3 separate regions of the Sus scrofa genome follow, and all the other regions are linked to region 1. The links are chromatin contacts, called in public HiChIP or PLAC-seq maps. All regions are on one chromosome and are shown on one strand. The core of a region is the stretch at or near the end of the contact, and the rest is flanking DNA. Distances in the headings are between cores, read along the strand shown. Region 1 overlaps COG6 (conserved oligomeric Golgi complex subunit 6). Region 2 has its middle 220 kb from the start of FOXO1. Region 3 overlaps LOC102159588 (a long non-coding RNA gene).

Evidence for each region. HiChIP or PLAC-seq counts read pairs in DNA pulled down with a chosen protein or histone mark.
Region 2: a contact with region 1 is called in an H3K27ac HiChIP or PLAC-seq map of alveolar macrophages. The contact joins two enhancer-like sites. A contact is called at or near these places in 1 of 47 Hi-C or Micro-C datasets (fibroblasts) and 1 of 2 datasets of contacts at active chromatin or transcription factors (alveolar macrophages).
Region 3: an H3K27ac HiChIP or PLAC-seq map of alveolar macrophages shows a contact between it and region 1. The contact joins two enhancer-like sites. A contact is called at or near these places in 1 of 47 Hi-C or Micro-C datasets (embryonic fibroblasts) and 1 of 2 datasets of contacts at active chromatin or transcription factors (alveolar macrophages).

Annotation. Positions count from the first base shown.
Region 1 is chr11:14,679,010-14,682,738 of Sscrofa11.1, reverse strand. All of the region lies in intron 17 of COG6 (conserved oligomeric Golgi complex subunit 6), which reads right to left. Among named protein-coding and RNA genes, the nearest start is that of COG6, 100 kb to the right of the region's middle. Within about 2 kb of position 1,903, at least 12 of the 83 cell types and tissues checked have an H3K27ac peak or open chromatin away from gene starts, as enhancers often do. A contact at or near this core is called in alveolar macrophages, where this site is marked.
Region 2 is chr11:15,184,923-15,188,651 of Sscrofa11.1, reverse strand. No RefSeq gene overlaps it. Among named protein-coding and RNA genes, the nearest start is that of FOXO1, 220 kb to the left of the region's middle. Within about 2 kb of position 1,706, at least 41 of the 83 cell types and tissues checked have an H3K27ac peak or open chromatin away from gene starts, as enhancers often do. A contact at or near this core is called in alveolar macrophages, where this site is marked.
Region 3 is chr11:14,935,493-14,939,221 of Sscrofa11.1, reverse strand. The region is part of intron 2 of LOC102159588 (a long non-coding RNA gene); the gene reads left to right. Among named protein-coding and RNA genes, the nearest start is that of COG6, 360 kb to the right of the region's middle. Within about 2 kb of position 2,016, at least 11 of the 83 cell types and tissues checked have an H3K27ac peak or open chromatin away from gene starts, as enhancers often do. A contact at or near this core is called in alveolar macrophages, where this site is marked.

The DNA of each region.
Region 1 (3,729 bases), core at 654-3,153:
ATAGTGTGGACAAAGGCTGATGACAAAACCATCTGGCCATGTTTCTACAAGCCAGGGCGCCAGGCAGTTTTCCGAGACCTCATTACCTCCCACACCTGGAATGCTTCCAGAAGCACAAGGTCCTGCACAGGGCACGAGATGATGATGATGGTCCCTGGGGTGGCCTGACCTTAAGCAAGTGTCAACATTCAAAGACAATGTTGCTGATGGTGCAATTTCCTGCTCTGAATGTTCCACATTCCTGAGCCCTCCCAGTGAGGGTTAAGAGAAAGATGCATACAGAACCACGGACTGAGCACCAGGCGCTGGGGGACCTGTGAGGATGGAGAGGGCAACTAGGCACTCTGCTTACAGCTGCTTATTGTAGAGTGGTGACAGCTGTCACACAGGGAAAGCTTTAAGCATGGCACTTTGAGAAATTCCCACTCCATAATATCTTTTTTCAACACCTCTGTCCTGAGTGCCTGAAATTCCACAAAGAAGCACTGCTGTATACCAACTCCACTCATTAAATAAAATTATAAATATATGTATATAGATGGATAGATAATACTAAATAAAAGAGTGAATTATTTTAAAAGGGCAGAAGTATAGAAGTCAGTGTCAGATATCTGTTCTAAACCTAAGTCTCTTAATAATTCTGCGCCACCAGGCAAGTTTACTTAATCTACAGCTTGTTTCCTCACCTGTAAATTGAGGCTACTGATTCTCATTTCATGGGGTTTTTGTGAGAATTAAACACACACACATACTCCATCTGATACTGAATCCAGTTAAATGCTAAAGCATCCAGTTAAATGTTTCACTAACATCAGTTTCCTCCTACTCTTTCCTACCTAATTAACCCCATCTTCTTGGCAGGCAATGCAAAAGCACTTTGCTATAACCAAACCTGACCCCCCGGAGCTGGCCCTTTGTGTAGTGACCACCATGTCCTTTTGTTCATTCCACTCCCCTGACCTTTGACCCAGTCTACTCACTACAGTTCACAGCGTGGTGAGCCAATCTCACAGTGAAAAGAGACATTTCCTACCTTTGGGAAAAAAAAAAAAAGAATGGGCAGAGAACCAGCAGACTTGTGGTGCCTTCCATTTCCCATCAGTAAATTTCCCAAAATACTTTCCAGTAAGCAGTCTCTAGGGGCTCATAATGTGATTAATAATATTAAGTGTCTTAGTCACTTTTAGCTTTTCAGATGAAATAGTGTCTTTAGAAGGTCCCGTCGGTGAATTATGAATGCGAGGCTGTGAGATCTGTCTTCCTTTTCACAGGTAGGCTAGACGCTCAAAGGGGTGACAGGCATCAGCTGGTTATTCAACGAGAAAACGTTCTGCTTGAATCCAGCAAAGAACGAGCCATGCTGCTGTGGGTAAAATCGAGCAACATCTCCAGAATCTGCAGACCTCAATCAGAAGGGCCAAAGCAAGCGGCCACCACAGAGTGGCTCTTCCTGGGGATGCTTTAAAGCACGAGTCTCAGCTTCATGTTTGAAATTCCGCTGCTGTAAAGCTGAATTTCACGAGTGCAAGCTGGAAAGCTGAATTTCACGAGTGCAAGCTGGAGTATGATTTTCTCTCTGCAAAACCTGTTTCAACACCACTCACCCCATGTGGGGTGGTCACTTACTAGCGAAGTGACTCCTAAATTGTCTGGTCCTAACAACTGCGCCTCTGGCCTCTACTCCACCCACTGCGGCCAGGGCCACACGCCCCTTTTCAGGCTTCCACTATCCTTCACTCCGAGTCGAATGAATCAGAACAGGCAGAGCCAGGGTTCCGGCTGCCCCCTTTATCTGCCTCCACATTTCTTCCTCTGCCTATTCCTGCCACTGCAGAGGTCTGCACCCGCTTCCTGGAATCTTGGAGGGGACAACTTCTCCCTTTAGCACAGCTTCTGAGCCCAGTTGTTTGGGGGAACTGACTTCCTCCTCTCTTCTCACTTCCTTTGCTCAGCTGCTTGCCCTCCCCCCACCGTGAGGGGTCTCTCCTCCAGGCTCTGGGCTTTCGATGCTCCTCTGCTTCCTGCTGTCACAGGGTTTCCTGGAGCCTGGGGTGTACGCAGAAAGGAGGCCCTGCTGGGCTCCCTCCTGACCGCACCTCATAGGGATCACCCCCTCTGTACAGTGCATCGTATTTACATCCCAGGGTATGGAGGTGGCCCCGGGTTTGATGTACCATTTCCCTCATTCCCCAAAGCTGAGCAAAGCGGTAAATCCTTCATCCTCTGAGTACTCTAGCCTCTACCCATTTCCTGCTTTGACTTGAGGTGGTCTTTCTACTTCAATCCCTAAGTGGATAGATTAGTTCAAATTAAGGATGAGCTAATAGCTAGAAAAATGTTGCATGAGGCAGATTCTGCCAGTTGAAATCTCTTCTCAGTACCCTAAATATTTATTACAAAAATCATTTGAAAAGGATTGGTAGCTCTACTTGAATTAGGGTAAGTTCTTTAATCCTTTTTGATTCTGACAGAGATATTTAAGTAGACACTCATCAATTTAAAATGTGTATGATATATATGAAAAAAAAAACTCCTTAGTAGTCACTAGAAAATGATCATAGAGATAAGTCCACTTTAAATCTGGAAAAGTAACACTGACTAGTGAAGACCCATAATAAAATACTATATTCTCACATGCTCCTAACACCAGGAAATCCAGTCCCATTACTTCCTGACACCCTGCCTCCTGTCCGTCTCCCTACCAGATACCATGATACAGCCCCAAAGTCCCAGATGTTACTTCTAGAATCTGAAAGCAGTTCCTAGCTTTCCAGACTTCCCACAGGAGCAGGGACTCAGATGCATCCCTCAAGGTCACCTTCAGTGCTACTGGAACACAACCACGATTCCACCAAGCAGTCCAAAGACATCCTCGGTTGGCCGTGCAGCGGCCATGAAGCTGAAGCATATTGCAGTTGGCCAGGACCAAAGCTGAGGGCCTGAAACTGGGCCTTCACTCCAGTTCCTACCCAACCCATGGCAGTTCCTCTATCTTGGCTCCAAAGCAACACTCCTCCTTCAACAGCCAGCTCAGGGTAGGAACCAGCTCCAAAGTTTCTCTCTTTTTACCCTCCTGGGGAGTTTATTTGGGAGGACAGTGCTGCATCTGAGCCAGTCTTTGCAGGTGAGGTCAGGTGCGCTGTACTCTGACCTAAGCAGACTGGTGCTTACAGGTATCTGCTAAGAGTTCCATGAATATAAGTAAGCTCCCAGTCCACCATGAAGGTAATGTCAACTTGTCCAGGCACAGCCTTCTCATTACCCCTTCTTTTTTTTTTTCTGTCTTTTTGCTATTTCTTGGGCCGCTCCCGCGGCATATGGAGTTTCCCAGGCTAGGGGTCTAATCGGAGCTGTAGCTGCCAGCCTACGCCAGAGCCACAGCAACGCAGGATCCGAGCCATGTCTGCAACCTACACCACAGCTCACGGCAACGCCGGATCGTTAACCCACTGAGCAAGGGCAGGGACCGAACCCGCAACCTCATGGTTCCTAGTCGGATTCGTTAACCACTGCGCCACGACGGGAACTCCTCATTACCCCTTCTTGACGCTAGACATTCCAGCTGGAATGGACCAGATTGTGCCAGCCCTAAATTGAGCCACACGGCAACCACCTTGCATCTCTGTCTACTACACTTTCAGTCCCCAGGTTCCATGCTGTTTGGGTACACTGCCAGCTCAGTTTCCCTTTTCTCTAGGCTTGGATGAAAAATTATCTCACCTGGCTTGG
Region 2 (3,729 bases), core at 457-2,956, 510 kb before region 1:
GGCTGTTTGCCAGCCCTGTTGCTCGAAATGTTAAAGAAGTGTAGATAAAGGGATTTCGCCCCCCCCCCCCCCCCCCGCCTTTGACAACGCCTTTGCGTGGATTTGAAAATCCTGTTATGGCTGTGAGGAGTTGAACTTGCATCTTTCTTTTTCCTGGCATCCTTCCTCCTACATCCTAATAGTCCCTGCAGTGCTCGCCCCATGTCCCACCCCCCACTAGGACGAAAGTCATTTACAGAAAAATGCCAAAAGAGCACAGTGATAGATTCCAAAAGACTACGCCTCTCACATAATTGAACTTTACTAACTTGAAGCGGTTTCCCTAAGTTTTCCGAGGCCACGTTGTCTGTGCCCACGACCTGTCTCCAGGGAATGGCAGCGACCGGGGCTCCTCTGCCGGGTGCTGGGTGGGCGCCAGGCCCATCCCTTCCCTGGTGGTTTGGTTGAAGAGCTTTCGGAAACTCTCAGGAGAAAACTGTTAAACTCATCGGAAACAGGTTGTCCTGGGCATGGGGCAAAGCGGGAGGTGTGGAAACGGGCCACCATGCGGTCAGATAGAGGCTTCGGAAAGTTCAAAGGAGAAAGGAGCCATGGATAAAAACGCTGTAAGGAAGACCTCGGGGCAGTGTGGGGACACTGGGCAGGAAGAGAAGGACCCCAGACTCCTGTTGCAATGAGGTCAGTGCCTGCTTTTAGCGCCGGACGGGCTCGTGGAAGTACTTTGGATGGTGGCGAGATGCAGGAGCTGCGGCTGCGGTCCAGGCGCGGCCCCTCAGGGCTTGTGGGGTTCAATTCCAAGACTTCGCTTATCAGCACAGTAGGAGCGTTCCTGTAATACCCTCTGTGCAGTGTGTCACGGGCCTCCTGGTACATCAAAGGGCTGGGTAACATCCCAGGTGTGGACAAATGAGGCATGAGAGGCACAGTTGTCCCCAAGGCAGAGACGTCATGATTCAAAGTTTCCCAACACCCCTTCCCAGGAGCCTGGGCCGCTTGCCTCGTCCGAGGGTTCAGTGGGCTGCTCACCCCTTATCAGGAGCCGGGATTTCTGGGGACAAGTAGAGGTTGCTGTGTGGTGGCCCCTGGTGAGCTTGGGGTGGGAGGGACCTACGACTGCTTTTACTCAGCAGTAGGCATTTCAAATGTTTGAGCAGCATGTACAGGATGGCAGCTGTAAAACATTGCTGTGTTCACACTAGTGCTTGAGACACGTGAAGAGAAGCGAATATATTACCGCTGGAATATTTCTATATTAAGGAGAACCTTGCAATTACCCCACAGAGCCTTCTGGAAGAAATTAGGATCATTTTTAAGAGGCCTGTGTAAGCACAATGGGGCATTCATTCCTTTTATTTCATTCTTTACACATTTACAATTGGAAAATTGTATTATTCTGGAATTATTAAGTAGTTTGGGGGGAAGGATTATTTATTTTTAAATTTATTTTTGAAAGCTCTTTTCCTTATTTCTTTTCATGTTAAAAAATATATTCTCTCAGAAGCCAGTTTTTTTTTTTTTTTTTTCTTTCTTTCTTTCAGCTGTGTGTGTGTGTGTGTTTAAAAAAACCTTGGCCTGAGCCTGAGAGGCTGACCTTTAACTTCAGAGGAGGAGGAAGTGCGGTGAGGGGCAGCTGGGGAGGCCGAGGCGGGGGCAGGATGAGTCAGAGGCTTTGCAAGGCCCTCCTCTCTCCTCTCAGGCGTGAGCCGGACCGGTCCATCCGATGCTGTACCGGAAAAAGAGATCCTGTAGCCGAGACCGCTGTGGTGGTGACAGTGTCCGTGGTTCCTCTTTTGAAGCCTCACGGCTCCCGGAGCTGTGGGAGCACCAGCCGGCGTGCGCTCTCCTCCGGAGGATGCGGGGGAGCGGCTGTGACTGCGAAGAACCACGGGCCTTAGGAGCCGCCCAGGGAGGCCCGGAGGCCGATGAATGGACAGCATTTCAGGGTGGGCTCTGGGTTCCCAGTGACCTGGAACCCTGACTTCGGTTTTTGGCAGCTGCCTCTCCAGAAGAAGTGGGGGCGACTGCACCTATGGTCCCAGAACTGTGGGGTCCCGTGCGCGCGGAGCCTGGCCGCCGTGCACAGGCAGCCCGTGGTCACCCCTCTACCAGTGGGAGGGGCCCTTGCCTGCCCCCTCCTCCCGAAAGCTTTCCTACCCGGCTCGCGCGAGCTGGCGGCCTCTCAGCTCACGTTCCCACCATCTCTTGTTCTTGACGGCATCGCAGTGGTTTGGGGAACGGGCTCATCCTCTCCAGCAAGGGCAAGCGAGCCAACGAGCAGTGACCGTGTAGAAGCGGGTGGGGCGGCCGCGGGGGAGAGGGAGAAACGGCCTTGGATTTGGACTGACTGCTTCTCTTGAACTCCCCAGACAGCACTGGCCTTGGGCCCTCTGTCCCTCTCCCACTAGGTCCTCAGTCAGTCGTTCCCTACATCTGGCCAAGGAAGGTAGCTGCTGTTTCTTGGGGTTCTGCTTTTAGTTCGCTTCTCACATCTCCATGTTTTTTCTTAGCAATTCCATCTCATCCCAGAGCATGTGATTCCATATTTTAATAAGCTTCGCAGGTGTGCTAATTCCCAAGCAGTTTTGAGAATCTCTGGATGTCTTCATCCCTCTGGGTCTCAGTTTCCCCATCTGTCAAATGGGGATGATAATGGTACTTGCCTCATTGGACTGTTTTCAGGATTAAGTGGGCTCATAGATGTAAAGCACTTAGCACAGCGCCTCGCTCGTAGTCAGATTTACATACATATCTGCTGTTGTTAAGTTGTGGCCTAATGAGAAACAGAACATTGAGGCCTTTTACAGAAACACAGTTGTTCCTCCGAATCTGGTCTCCCTCTTCCAGAATCCCCACATGGCCACCCAGGCTCTCTTGCCACTCGGCGTGCCTGTGTAACTAGGTTCTGGGAAATGAGGACTAAATGGAAATGTCCTGAGGAGGTGTCTGGGAACTTCCTACAAGCCAGCTTTGTCTTTTCTTCTTTCTGCCATTCTGCTGCCTGGATCTTGAGGCGATGGCTGCCACCTTCAATCAGGGGCATGAGGAGCATCTGTCGACCTTGTCAGGATGCCGAGCTGGAAGTGCCCGAGCGGATTAAAAACCTCACGTAGCACGGTCTCCTTAGGCCCTGGACCACTCACCTCTGGAGTTTTCAGAAGGGAGTAAACTGTCTTTTGGGAGTTCCCATCGTGGCTCAGCGGTTAATGAACCCGACTAGTATCCATGAGGATGCAGGTTTGATTCCCTGGCCTCATTCAGTGGGTTAAGGATCTGGTATTGCCATGAGCTGTGATGTAGGTTGCAGATGCAGCTCAGATCCCGTGTTGCTGTGGCTGTGGTGTAGGCTGGCAGCTACAGCTCCGATTCGACCCCTAGACTGGGGACTTTCACATGCCATAGGTGTGGGCCTAAAAAGATAAAAAAAAAAAAAAAAAAAAAAAAAAGAGGGAAATAAACTGTCTTTTTAAAGCTGCTACTATTTGGGGTCTACAAGTTGATTTGTCACCAACTCAATCTTAAGGGATAACAGTGCTGATACAGGCAGTGCATCTTGAATTAGTCATCAAATGCCAAATCATCTTTATTGGAGAACTATTGAAGGTTTCGGGTAACGCACTGGGGCATTCCCTTTTTGAAGATTCATCTTGCAGTCATGTAAAGGTGATGAAAGAGCCTAGAGATGGGAGGAGTATGGAGGGGGCCGGTTCACAGTGGGCAGGACAGGAGACA
Region 3 (3,729 bases), core at 767-3,266, 260 kb before region 1:
CTATGAGAATCACCCAGGAACTTAAGGTGCACACTTCCAAGCCTTACCTTGGAGAGCCCCGCATTTTAGATCAGCAATCTGGCTGACTTCACTATGGGGTCCACTGCCTACACTTGGAGAAACATTTTGAAAGTATCATCAGCAGTCCTTCTGTTGGTATCTACTCATTCATTCCTTCTTCTATTCAGTCACAAACAGGTATTTCTTCTCTAGCAAAGCTTTTATAACAAAAATTGCATATGATGGGTGAATTAATGAAGAAGAATGAGTTACATCTGCTGTTATTAGTTATAAAGAATTGTCTCCTAAAACCATCCAGTAATCATATGTCCCTTAAGGAAAAAAGAAAAAGTTCAAGTCTGCCACACACAGCTGTTTGGAGACACTGTGTGATTTGCTCGCCCTTCAGTGGATGCTAAGCGCATATGAGACCTGCCCTTACGCGGTAAGGAGAAAAGAAATGCCTCACTTAAGCTAGATGGATGCATTTGCTCAATGATGTTTCATTTCGAAAGCTAGGCTCTTGTGATATATTGCACATTCCAAAAGGAAAAAAATAACTTTGGAATATACACCTGAAAACTCAGCCTTAGGCCCTAATATGGTCTTTGATAAGTAAATATTCATTGGGAATGCAACCCTCAAAGTACAGAGAACAAATGGTCCTGGGTTCATTGAGCCGTCCAAGTCCCAAATACTATGGTAGAGACACAAAGGTAGAATTATCAACAGGTCTTAACTTTCCTGGCTTCAAGAGTGTATCAGAGTTTAGGGAGTGGTGATGTATGATAATCTCATTTTCCCAAATTAAAGATTAGGGGCCATGGTAACCTGTGTGGTCTTACAAACCTGAGAGTGGGATTATTCTTAAAGTCCCGGGATGCATGCATGCTCCTCTTTCCGCGTGAATTCCGGACTGTAGCCAGGCTGATCTCGTCGTCCCTAACCTTGGCCCCACATCTTCCTGCTGCCTCTCTTGAGCTCATGCAGTGTCCCTTTCTTGGAATACCCTCCTTTCTATTGTTCTAACTATTGAAGCCTAACCTTTATCCAAGACCCAGTTAATATTCTACTTCTTTGTGAAGTCAACCTAAACCATCTCAGCCCACAATAAACTTTAGAATACCTCTAGCCCTTATTGTTTACACTCTTACTTGGCATTTAACAGATGCCAAGGCGGCATTGCAGACCTACTTACGTAGTACGGATCCCATTTCCCCAATTACACTACGGCGGGGAGTGATCATACCACATGCATCCTTGCGTTCACTAGACTGGTTATGGGATCAGATCCATGTAGGCTCTCCTTAAATTTAAGATGTTAATGAGAATGTGGATATTGTCTTTACTCTTTTTTTTTTTTTGGCGGTGGGGGGGTGCGGTGGTGGTCAGATTGTCTCCGCTTTTAGCCCATTCCGTGATGTGTATGAGAAATCTGCCCTTACGTGGTGGAGGGGAAAAGAAATGGTGTAGGCTCTGAATCCTGCTTATGTCTTTGACATTGAAAATTGCAGTGATGACTGTTGTCAAAGTTATCTCTTGGGATAACATCTCTTTAAAACCAGGTGTCTCAAATTCAAATGCTTTCTGAGGGTCAGTCAAGTAACCTAGTAGGACTGTGCCCACCCAGCTCCATTTTCTTGCCCCGAGGGAACACAGGGCACTAAGCCACGCCTGTCCATCAGAGCTGAGTGTGTTCAAGCCCCAGCGTGTGCCCAGCTCTAACTCCATTCACAATCCATGGTCTTTGAACTCACTGCTGGGCAGCTTGATCTCTTGTTAGAGCCCTCTTGCCACCCTGCCTTAATGCAAATGCCTGTCTGGACCCAAATGCAAAGACCCGTCTCCAGGTCTACCCTGACCGAGGGTGACCTCTTTGCACAGAGCCCAGTTGATTCTCAGTTATCGATAAAGTCTCTCTGAGGCAAGGCTTTTTGTTGACTTCCACCTCTACCCCGAGTTTGGGAGCCAAAGGTGCTCATCAAACCCCAACTCTCTGCTGCCCTCCACAGGCCATTGACCTCATTGCCTTTGCCATTTCGTCTGGTTAACTCTGGCTCCCAGGCGATACAAAGGTCTTATAGCCTGAGATGGATCATGTATTTTTGTGCCCAGTGCTTTTGTGTGTGTGGTCATTCATTTCTGTTCAGCTTGTGTGTGGATAGGTTCTTTCTTCTTGACTTACTTGCAGTTCTTATAGGTACATTCTGGGTTTTCTTCCTTCCACACCCACCATCTTTTCTCCCCCTTCTACTTAAAATAGCAGCACCATGAAATACAAGTCAGTTATTTTGGTAAAGATAGTATGGTTTAACTGAAAGCTTGTGATTTTTGGAGTAAGAAAGATCTGAGTTTTAATCCGGACTCTACCAATGACTGGCTCTATGAACTTGGGCAATATTTTTCTGTTTTGTTCCTCTCTAAAGAGGGCATTATGTAATAATATGCAAGCAAAACTGACTCATAGATAATGCTTAATCCTGGGTTTTCCCCCTCTTCTTCGTGAAGTCTTTTCACTTTGAGTAAGGTCGCCAGTCTTGCTATAGAAATTAGCAGTCACTGTGTGGGAGACGTTTATCATCTCCTTCCCCCACCCTCCCCCGTCTTTGTTGTCTTCAGACTATGGCCTCTTAGGTTCAGGAGAGAGAATACACATTGGGCAGATGTTTCATCAGCAAGCCCAGCACTTTCTCCGAGCACCGACTGATGGATCTTACTTGACCTGCCAGCTCAGGAACCATCCTTTGACTGTGAGCCTTAACCCTCATGAAATGTTACATGAAAACTAGACAGACTGCTCTGTCCTGCTGAACAAAACTGGGTCTGGAGGAGCTCCCTGGAAGGCTAGGGGCTAGTTTTTCAGCATAAGAGCCACATGTGATTCTATTAGTGACCTCAGTCCAGGGCAGGACCTTATCCCCCTGACCAGCTGTTGAATTTTCACTGCCTCAGAAATTTTATGGACCTTATCATGCAATCATCAGAAGAGCCTTGTGTGTTAGGCTCTTGTTCCCATTTTATAGATGAGGCAACCGAGGCTTGGAGAAATGGAAGTTACTTTCTGAAGGTTATATAGCTAGCCAAGGTCAAAGCTGGGATTTGAACCAAGGTCTGACCAGACACAAAGTATTGTGTTCCACTATGTCTAAAAACCAGGGATTCTGAGAGCCAGCCCGCGGGGAGGGGTAGCCTGGAGGGGTACCCCTGCACGGGTATCTTCACGGGGCTCTTCACAGAGTCCCGGTGTTCCCACCTCATCGCTCGCTGGGGGCTCTTAAGGGGTAAGTGGAAGGCCATTTTTAACTATAATCCTGTACGATACGAATGTCACATCAGAGCCTTTGTCTGTTGCTGATCCAGTGTTGATTGATAGGTTACATTTTTAAAAATTGCATCAGTAATTCATGCTTTATTACTCCTGAATTAGCGTAATGGTTCAAATCATCTTGTTGTAATTCAGCATAATTATCTATAATTAAAAATAAATTCCTGTAGGGTGAGAATACGAATTCCTCTCCAAATCTCTTTATTTCAACTGTGCCTATCAGCCGTTACCCCGCTTTCACCCAGCAACTCTGGGCGCTTATTGGGGAACTGACCTTGCTCTGCCTCATGAGTTCACACTTTCCAGACCATCGCTTCATCTTCTCTCTTTGGGGTCAGCGTCTCTCCCAGGATTTTGTGTTAGTAAATGTTCTCTAAGTTATTGGCTTTGGGGAGTTCCCTTTG